Linked DNA regions of Zea mays: region 1 is linked to region 2. Evidence: chromatin contacts called from public Hi-C data. All regions are on one chromosome and are shown on one strand. Each heading gives the region's core, a stretch centred on a gene start, on an enhancer-like site or on the middle of the called end of the contact. The rest is flanking DNA. Distances are from core to core; before and after follow the strand shown.

Region 1 (4,628 bases), core at 1,120-3,619, 320 kb before region 2:
TGCTTCATCCATTTCCACTTTTGGTTTCCGGAGTCCGAAACGCTGCCAGATAGGGCGCATGATGATATCTTTTATATCTTCTCGTGCCTTCAAATCGTTTTTCACATAGAACCATTCCTTCATCCAGTCCCCGGGCCATCTCTTTCAAAAAGTTGGCACCGGACAGCTTGACCCAGAGCGGGCACCGAAGCTATAACAGCCAAAATTGTTATGATATTGCTCTTTACCCCAGGGTTTCGTCTCATATACTAGCTCATGTAGATTACAAAAGCTTTTTGCATTTGGCTCCAAGCCTTGGCTCCTCATGGCCCAGACAAAGATTCCCATTCTTATGATTGCTTCGGGCGTAATTTGATGAAGGTAAACTTGATAAATCTTTAAGACCTCAACCACAAATTTGCTTAATGGAAACCGAAGCCCAGCCTTAAAAAAGCTTCGGAAGATCACAACTTCATTCTCTTCGGGAGTAGACACAGTCCTCTCTCCGTCATCAGCCCTTACAATAGACATGTCCCGAAAATATCTTCCCCTCATATTGTCAAGATGACTCTGTTTAATAGTTGATTTTCCAAAAACTGTATGACTTGGTCGCCAAGGTCGATCTTCGGAGTCTTCTCCACCACTTTCCACATCAAAACTGTCGCTATCACCAGTATCTTCAGACAAGCCTTCCAAAATCTCCCTGGTAATCTTCTCTGTATTTGTCTTTGCCATTAATTTAAGAAAACCAAGATTCTTCTCTTCAGAAAGGCTCAGTTTCGCTTCAGCAACAACTTTTTTATCTTGAGACATCTTCGGAGGTGATGAAAAACTGCTCTCGAATATGAAGCTTAAAAACTCAAAGCCAAGAAAGTGTTGGTGCGCAAGGGCTAAAAATTAGGCAAGCAAAAACAGATGGCAAGGGAGTGTGTCAAATGAATCCGCGATGTGCTCTTATTTATATGCCGAGTACGTCGAAAACTGAAGGGTCCCGCTTGTCAGTGGCTGTGGCTATTCTAGCAAAGGGAAGGTGTTTTTTCGGACCTTCGGCTCGGAGCCTTCGTCCATATCACAATCTGAATTTATCATTCTAACAAATTAATATTGCGAGGGGCTACTGTTGGGGGCCTTCGGCTTCCGAAGGTCCTCAAAAACATGATTTAACAATATTTCTGGAGTACAATGTGTGAACAGATATCTTCGGACCTGAGTTAAAACCACAACGTGAAGAAGCACAGAAGGGGTACGAAGGATGGCGCGGAGCCAAAGCTGTGTGTAGAAGAGCTTCGACACGATAGCGGAAAGGGAAACTGACTTAAAGATGAAAAGACTATTTAGACCTCGATGAATTATTATAGAGTTATTAGCAGATGTAAAGGGCATAGGTGTAATTTTACATGAGTTGTGTCCTGTGCCTATAAATAGATGAACAGTAACCCTGTACTGTTCACGCTGACTTGCATTTACTTTTGCGTCACGTTTGTACTTTTACCTTCTTTCAAGTCAAAGGTATATTTGTAACTCGATATATTTCTATTTTTCATAGCAATAAAATAGAAATGAGCTGATGATAATACATAATTGTTTATGTTATCTTTTATATTTTATGTAATTCCTTCTTCATTATGATATGTAATGTTTACGAAGGTATGTCCTTCATAACCTTCGTCCGAAAATCATTACATTCCAAGTGGAATAATGCTTCGAAGGACGAAGGACTTTAACGTTTAACATTTTTTGTGTTGCCTTGTTCTTAACTCTTAGCATTTGAGCACAAGTCCCCAACAAATAAATTTATCAAACTTCCAACTCCCTCTAAGACAGAAAAAACGTACCGATTGAATTGAAGGTGCTACTTGAGCCACACAATACTAAGAAAGTAGACAGAATAATGTAGCTGTGATGTGTGACATGAACTAGAGGTTAGAACAGCGAACTCCGATTTCATACGAGTTTTATTACAAAAGAATTCAGTTATGAAATGGAATTTCGAGTGTATCTCTGAAAAAAGTGTTCGCTGGAACTACTTTTGATTGTTTTGCCGATCACAACAAACTTATTTGAAGTGCAGCCTTTCATAAGCTGTATCTTGCTTATTTATATAAGCCAAAAAGTGTGGTACCGAATAATGCTATATATGAAGAAATATTTTGATTTTACTAAAATTATAGTATCGTGTCACAATATATTGTATACCATGTCATTGAAATATTGTGATACGAGAAAATTTCGTTTCCAAATAGGGTCTAAACTTTAGCAAGTGGAAAAAATGGACCTTATCCGTGGTTAGATGATTAGATTGTAAATTGCTGACGGAAGTGGGATCCCATGACAGCGATTAGCGTGTTGGTGACCATAATAGTCCGTGCCAGCACGATCGTTCTTTTCTGCCTTTTGCTGGCCTCTCCAGATATTCAAACCCAACCGCATGGGATCAGATCAATTCTCCCCACCCCGACGGCCCCACCCACCGCTTCTCTCTCTGTTCCTACAATGACCCACCGGTCAGCCCAGCCGGAGAACGCCGCCCGCTCCCCCGGCGTGCCGCCGCTGTAATTCTTCCTCCTCCACCCAGAGCTGCACGTCCGCGCCTTGCCACCGATGGATCCCGCGCCCGATCAGCTCTCTATCTCCGCCTCTGCCCCGTTCCCCACCATCCCGGCTGCCTCAAGCCCCAGGCCCCGCGCCGCGAGGACGCGGCGCCATGCCGCGCCCTTCCGGTCGGACCACCCCACCGCCGGGAGCTGGCGCTCCGGGATCGATCTCCCGCGCCGTCCTTCGGCCTCCGCCTTTTCCCAGCAGGAGCGTTATCCTTCCGTGGCCTCCTGGAGCGCCTCTCGCGACGCCAACTTTGTGTTCGGGAGCGGCGTGGCCGGTGCGCCGGAGATGAGGAGGAGCTTCTCGTCTGGATCCGGTGAGGCATCGTTGGCTGAACTTTCGTACGCAGTTCACAGGTTCGCGTTGGACGGTTCTGGCAGGCCAAGCGACATTGACGCTCCCGGAGGAGAAGGTACGCTTCCAGTGACAGACTCCGGTGGTCGCTTTGGGGCCCGTGGATGCAGTTCCACTTTGTATGAGGGCTTCTCTCTGGATTCTATTCACCATCAGACTGAGCACCTCGATGAAGAACGTGGAGTCCCGTCTCAAACCATACAATGCGAGAGTGTGGGGATGCGATCATTAGCTTCACCAACCCGCACTGATGAGAATGCTCCCATTGAATTTGCAAAGAGAGGGGACAGCTTGCCCATTCAAGATTCTGTGGATCAAAGTAGAAATTCTGGACATGATGCTAATGCCCACCATGATTTCTTTGTTTTTGGTGGACATGCTGGGTCCAATAGCTTCGCTACCAATGCAACTCAAACTAATACCAGTAAGGTACATTCAGCTGATAAAGAAACTGTAACATGTAACTCTGAACAGCTAAATACTTCAGTTTCTAAAGATGGAAATTGCATCAAGTTCATTTTGCAGGATGCAAAGCATGTGTTTGGTTCAAGTGACAATGATCTTCCAGGTTCGGAACCTTGTGAAATTTCTACCACGGTGGAAACACCGGATACTATAACCTCTAGCTTTGGATCTGAAGATGGGATCGTGACGGTTTCTTCCATAAAGGTGCCTTGCAATATTGAAGTAGTACCAGCCTCAGAACTTGTTGAATGTCAGCCATTTGATGAGAAATCTTTCACCTTTGACGACCAAAATGTACCATATAGGAACAAAGGAGGGGTTAAGGGTATGGGCATGAACAGAGGAGCTTTTATGCCAAATAAGTCCTCAGCAAACCAAGCTTCTTTTGAATCAGTCTCAAGAAGCGGGCATTGTTCTAAAAAAGTGTCTCCTGAAGAAAAGTTAAATTTGAAAGAAGCCAGTAGCTCTTTGCAAACAACAGAAAGTGGGCATGCTGAAGCAGAGTTTACGTCTGCAGCAAATACGGAACATTCTGGTCAATCCGATTTCATATTTTCTGCATCAACTTTCCATCAAAGCATGTTGCACCCGCAAAGACGACATAACAAGAAAAAAAGTGGAGGAATGGGTAATCATGCTAGCTCTATTCAAAGTCTCCCTTCATCCGCCATTGGACTCGCATGCTCAGAAGTCTCAGGAAGTCAGCAATGTGTGGATTTAGCTGCCAAGTGGACTGAATACAACAAAATAGAACCTAACAGGGTTGCAATCAGCAGAGGAGCCAGATGCTCAACATCAGAAAACTTTGGAGACCATGACAATTGTGAAACATGGCGATTAAGGTACCTGCATGACCTACTCTTGTGTCACCCTTCAACTTATTTAGCTAGGATGCACTTCTGCAAGGGTTGAACCACTCAAATTATTCAAGTAGTGGCAGAACACCTTGTGAAGCCATTTAGAAGTTCGGTTATATAGACTTCTTACAGTTCAGCAATTGGTTTGTTGGTTATATTTTTTTTTGTTATCTCTACTTCGAAATATTGATTACAAAACGTTTTGCTGGATTGCGGGTCAAAAAGTTGATTTCCATGCATGGTAGATTGCTAGGAACATTTCTGACTAATAAATAACAGAAAGAGAAACATATTTTGAGTTTTATAGGGAGATTGAGTGGCTTTACTGTTTGCGCTTCATTCACAAGGTACTGTAATTACTGCAGTTCCCGCACT
Region 2 (4,951 bases), core at 1,417-3,916:
TATCTACAAAACCATAACCATTTATGATTTATATCTAGGGAAAGTATTCAGTGCAAACCCCTTTTCAGTGGATGTTGAAAAAAACTGAACGTGAACTATATACAGTTGGTAGCATTAAAACATACCATATTTCAAGTCCAAATTTCGTTTGAGAGTCATGAAATAGACAGATGCCAGAAGAATATGCTAAGATCGCTGCGCCTAGTATACTAGCCAGTAAGATTAAGTTACACAATAAGTCTTTTCAAGAATGCAACAGACACGGACTGCTCAGGATCGTTATGTCCCTCAAAATGTCAAGGAAATAAAAAAAATATATGAAACTAAGAAAGCAAGGTGGCATGTTCAGCAACATGATAACCCACCAGCTAAAAAGGTAAAATGCAACATTTTATCAGAGAATATCATATGTCATTATTTGGATTTTGGAGCCACAATCTGAAAATATAAGACTTTTTATGTTAAGAGCATGCATCAAGGAGTGTCTTGAGATTTTTAATCCAAATAATGTCCAAATGGAGAGCCCAGATATGTGGTCTATAATGCAATATGTGGTCTATAATGCAAATACATGCAGCATGCATCAAGTTTTTGCTGAAAGTACAGCAACATACCATTTTCTGTTGGTTTCAGTTGTTGGTATCTTCAATACTCGATTTTCAACATGAAACTATGAACAGGTAGCTCTATTTTCTGAAATATATTGTTCCAATGAAATTAAGACACAAGCATTCAGGGTTGTAACTCATTTTTTTTAATAAAAATCATGGGAAAAAAACTGAAAAGTTTTATAGAAGGCCCATGAGAAAATAAATTGCTTTATCGATTTACCAGTATAAAAAATATATTGGATATTGCCACAAAAACACAAATATTGACCAAGCAAGCTTTATTTTCCCTTTTTCATTGGATTTGGAACCTCAAGTGCTACACCAGGCTAAAATTCAAGAACAAATCTGAATATAAACTCGCAACTCCAGAAATAAAAATATCACTGGTTACAGAAAAAACTATTGTAAATAAAAAAATAGCAAAATCAATGTAACAGCAACACATAAGCAAACAGCATCATCCATACAATTCAAAATTAGGAAACCGTCACGTAGTCAGGTGTGCATTTTGGTCAACAATTAAATGGCCTAAATGAAAAAAAAACAACCAATCCTGATTATCTTTCTATCTCCAGTTCTCCAAATCAATCAAGACCTGTTGGACACACTAATTGGTGGTGAACCTAGAGCACAACGTCAGCCATTTCTACTCCCTTTGGTATTCTTTACTTTTATAATGGTTTGCAAGGTGCGACTTTGATAACTATTTAATACTAAATTTATGTAATTATAAAAAGAGTTTTTTTTTTATGACAAAACACATGATTTTTAGGTGTCCAAAATAAATAATTTAAGTTATTGAAGTCAATGTTTTAAAAGCTGGATCAGATCTTGTCAAAAACATAATTAATTTTTCACTGGAAGGAGTAGTTAAGAAGTTAATACTTGGTAATTCTGCACGAGCAGAATGCTCTACAGTCTACACAACAGAATATGCCTCTAAAGGCAAACACAAGATACTACTTTGCTCGGTTGAGTACACCACCAAAACTAAGGCCACCAATTTAAAAAAAAACCCAAATAACTGGTAGTTACAAGCAGTAAAAGTGAAATTGCCAGGATGGCAGAAACCAAAACCTGCGACGGGAAAAGCTACTACAGAGGAAAGTCCCATTTTGGTCATCCATCTTTTGGTTGTGCCAATAGGACCTAAACCTTTCCACAGTTTGAAGTAACCCTCAAACACATCGTTTTAGGACATTTAACATATTGATGAACCCAAGCCTTGGTCAAGGAAGACCGTGCTTCTGACACATGGGCCCATGCTCCATAGCAATGGCAAACTTAGTCAGTAATACATCATACTCATTTAAGACCCAGATGTTTTGAACCAATGAAAATCTGAAGAGAACAATAGGACATTTTCAGTTATTAAATTCACACAAGCAAATCCTGTTCTAGCGCGACAAATTACGCCTTGTTCTAGCTAAACAGTTTAGCTTCCAAAAATAATGAAGTTCCCCAATTCGGCAATTTTCTCGTACCAACACACAAAACGATAGAGAAAATATGGAACTGCACTCGGTCATACAGAGAACGTTACGTCACCTTGAGGAATCGGCCCCTCTTGTTCTCCCCGATATCGAAATAGAACACCTGCACCACGCAATGAGCATAATTAAGCCACACCAAAATTAGCAACAAAGGCACGAGAATCAGCGGAAGAACGGGGCCAATCGCGTAGGAAGCGGGCCGATACCTTGGTCTGGAGTCGCAGCTCCTTGCTGAAAGCGTCGCGCTCGTCGGTGCGGATGTAGTAGTCGAAGAGGTCGAGGAACCAGGCCACGCCGTCGACGGGGACGATGATGGTGGAGCGCGTGGCCGAGGTCTTCTCGGAGATCTTGAGGTACCTCCCCCGCGGATTCTCCTTCAGATCGAAGTAGAACAGCTTGTGCTCGAACTGCAGCGTCTTGCTGACGAGCTCCACGTCGCCGCCACCGCCAACGCCGCCGCCCGGCCCGACTCCGCCGCCCACCATGACACCTGCCCCAACTCCGCCTCCCCCTACACCACCGCCTCCGCCGTCCATGGCCGTAGGGTTTTGGGGGAACGGAGGTCGCAATTAGGGTTTGGGTTTAAACGAAGGAGCTCGAGTGGAAGGGGATGTGAGGTTGGAAACGGGGATAGATCTCGAGGTGGGGCTTACTCCGAAAACGGTGGGCGACCCGGTTTGGGTGTCGTGGAAGGGACTGACGTGTGGGCTACTGTTTCAGCGGAGCCCATAAACCGGTGGGTCGGGTAGATTCTTGGTGGGCGGGATGGGCTGGGAGTGCTCGTGTGTGCGTGCGTGCGTGTTGTACCTGCGGATGCTGACCGCGCGCTCGTGGCATGCCGACCCGGTACTGGCGGGCTCACTCTCACTGACATGATTGGACTGTGTAAGGTTTGGGCACTTTTTATTCCTCTTTTGGGACTGGTTCTCTCGTGTCCGATTGACGAACATCATAGAAACTAGAGCCAGTTTGAATCATCAATGAAACTCGATGTTCAGTATTATGATCAGGTCAGCCTGTCACTTGGAATGTAGGATCAAGTGTTTGGTTAGTTTCATTTAGGGCTGGTTTGAGGATGGAAGGGACCAGGGAAGAAATCTCTTAGGCTGGTTTGGGAACTTCTTTCTTTTAAGAGATTTTCATTTTTCTAAAAAAAAGTAGTTTATTTTCCCTCAGGAAAATATGAATCCTTTAGGAAATCGAGCTCCCAAACTAGCTCTTACTATTTAAAATTGAATAGTAAGAAATTTCCTCCCTTATTATCCTCTAATTCTCATGTCACCGAACTAATCATTAATGATTTCTTCATAGAATCAGCTCTAATTATAGAACGAAAAATATAAATAGCAGTATATGGAAGGTTTATATATATACAATCCTAAATCCAACTAAAGGTTCTATCTCGATGTAAGTTGTCCACATGAGCTGTTGTGGCTTTAGATAAACACTAAGGTACGTAAAGTACCAAAAATAAGAGAGTTATTAGAGAGAGGGGCATAGGCGAGAGGTATATTGAATCTGCATGTGACCGAAAATTAGCATGCAAACGGTGTCAGAGAGGGATTCTCCGGCCGGGTGGCGGAGTGCACCCGCTCTAAATTCTAAGATGAGGAGGGGGCTTAAGCGTTTTGCCTATTGGTAGATGAACGATGAACTCAGGAACACGCGAGGATTTAGAGTGGTTCAGGCCGCCGGAGCGTAATACCCTACTCCACTGTGTGTTGGATTACTGTGGAAGCTTAAGATCTGAGAGTCTAAGTCTCTGTCCCGTCTGTGTGTCGCGTGCCCTCCCTTTTATAGCTCAAGGGGGGCACGTACAAAGACATTGAACCCCGACATGTGAGCCCAGGGACATAACGGATGGAATACCCGGAGCAACTAATGTCAGTCACCTTGTGCAATCTCCCTGTGCCTCGATATCCGCTGCTTGTGTAGCATTGGCGTGCAGCAGAAGCTTCCCTGGCATCGTATAAGTCATGATGACCATGGCGCGCGCGCGGCGGTATGGGCATACTGCCCGCTGTCTGATTGGACAGGCACGCCGCCTGTAGGGTGGTTTGGTTGTCGCCTGCCAGCGGAGTGGACGGGGCACATTAAATGCCGAGGCGGCACATCGCCTGTCAGCAGGGCGGACAGGCGGTGCGTCTTTTCCGCAATAAATGCAGAGATCGCGTGGCCCAGAGGCCTTACGTCAAGCTCCGCCCGCTGGCTTACGTCACGGGCAATAGGCCATGTAGCATCATCGGGTCTCCACCTGAGCGGGGAGCAGAAGCGCACTGGACAAAGCCCTGGCAAGTGTCTACGCCGGACCCCTGTGCGTCCCTGACCTAGGCCAGGGTATTCTCCATCCCGGAACCTTGCCGTGGGTGGCCCGGACCTCACTTAGAGGGGTCCGGGTCCCATCCGGGGGAACGTGGAGGTCCTGGGTCGTACCCGGAGGTCCGGGCTATGTATGCTGGGGTCCGGCACTTTCCCATGGGGTCCGGATCCACTGACGATATCATGGTATATGTTACCTTTTCTGGTCACGTGGCGGCCCCGGAGTCGCCCACGTGGTGGGGTCGGGCGCTGCTTATCACGTGTCTAGAGATAAACGTGCGGGTACCGCACCTTCATACTATAGTAGGGGTACCCCTGTTCTAGGGTACCGACAATGGCCCCCGGGCTCACCTCAGGGGAGGTTACAAGCCTGCAGGTGGGGCCAAAGCCTGATTGGTGATTGGCGTGCCAGTTTCGGGCACTTGCTGACATAGTCACCGCCAACCCGCCTTCGATCATGCCGCCTGCCACGTCTGTCCCCGCAGCTGACGGGTACGTGGCCCCCACGCCCGGCGGTTTTGTCGGGTT

Evidence for each region. Hi-C and Micro-C count contacts between places; a contact is called where the count stands out from the background.
Region 1: a Hi-C map of tassel shows a contact between it and region 2, with 1.8 times the contacts expected there. The contact joins the promoter of LOC103649968 here to the promoter of LOC100274069 in region 2. A contact is called at or near these places in 3 of 25 Hi-C or Micro-C datasets (ear, leaf and tassel).

The regions. Positions count from the first base shown.
Region 1 is chr3:38,390,460-38,395,087 of Zm-B73-REFERENCE-NAM-5.0, reverse strand. It overlaps LOC103649968, which reads left to right and starts at 2,369. Exons shown (of 12, transcript XM_008675662.3): 1 at 2,369-3,360; 2 at 3,457-4,238. The coding sequence starts at 2,581.
Region 2 is chr3:38,071,895-38,076,845 of Zm-B73-REFERENCE-NAM-5.0, reverse strand. It overlaps LOC100274069 (Transcription factor Pur-alpha 1), which reads right to left and starts at 2,666. Exons shown (of 5, transcript NM_001148448.1): 1 at 2,311-2,666; 2 at 2,160-2,207. The coding sequence starts at 2,640.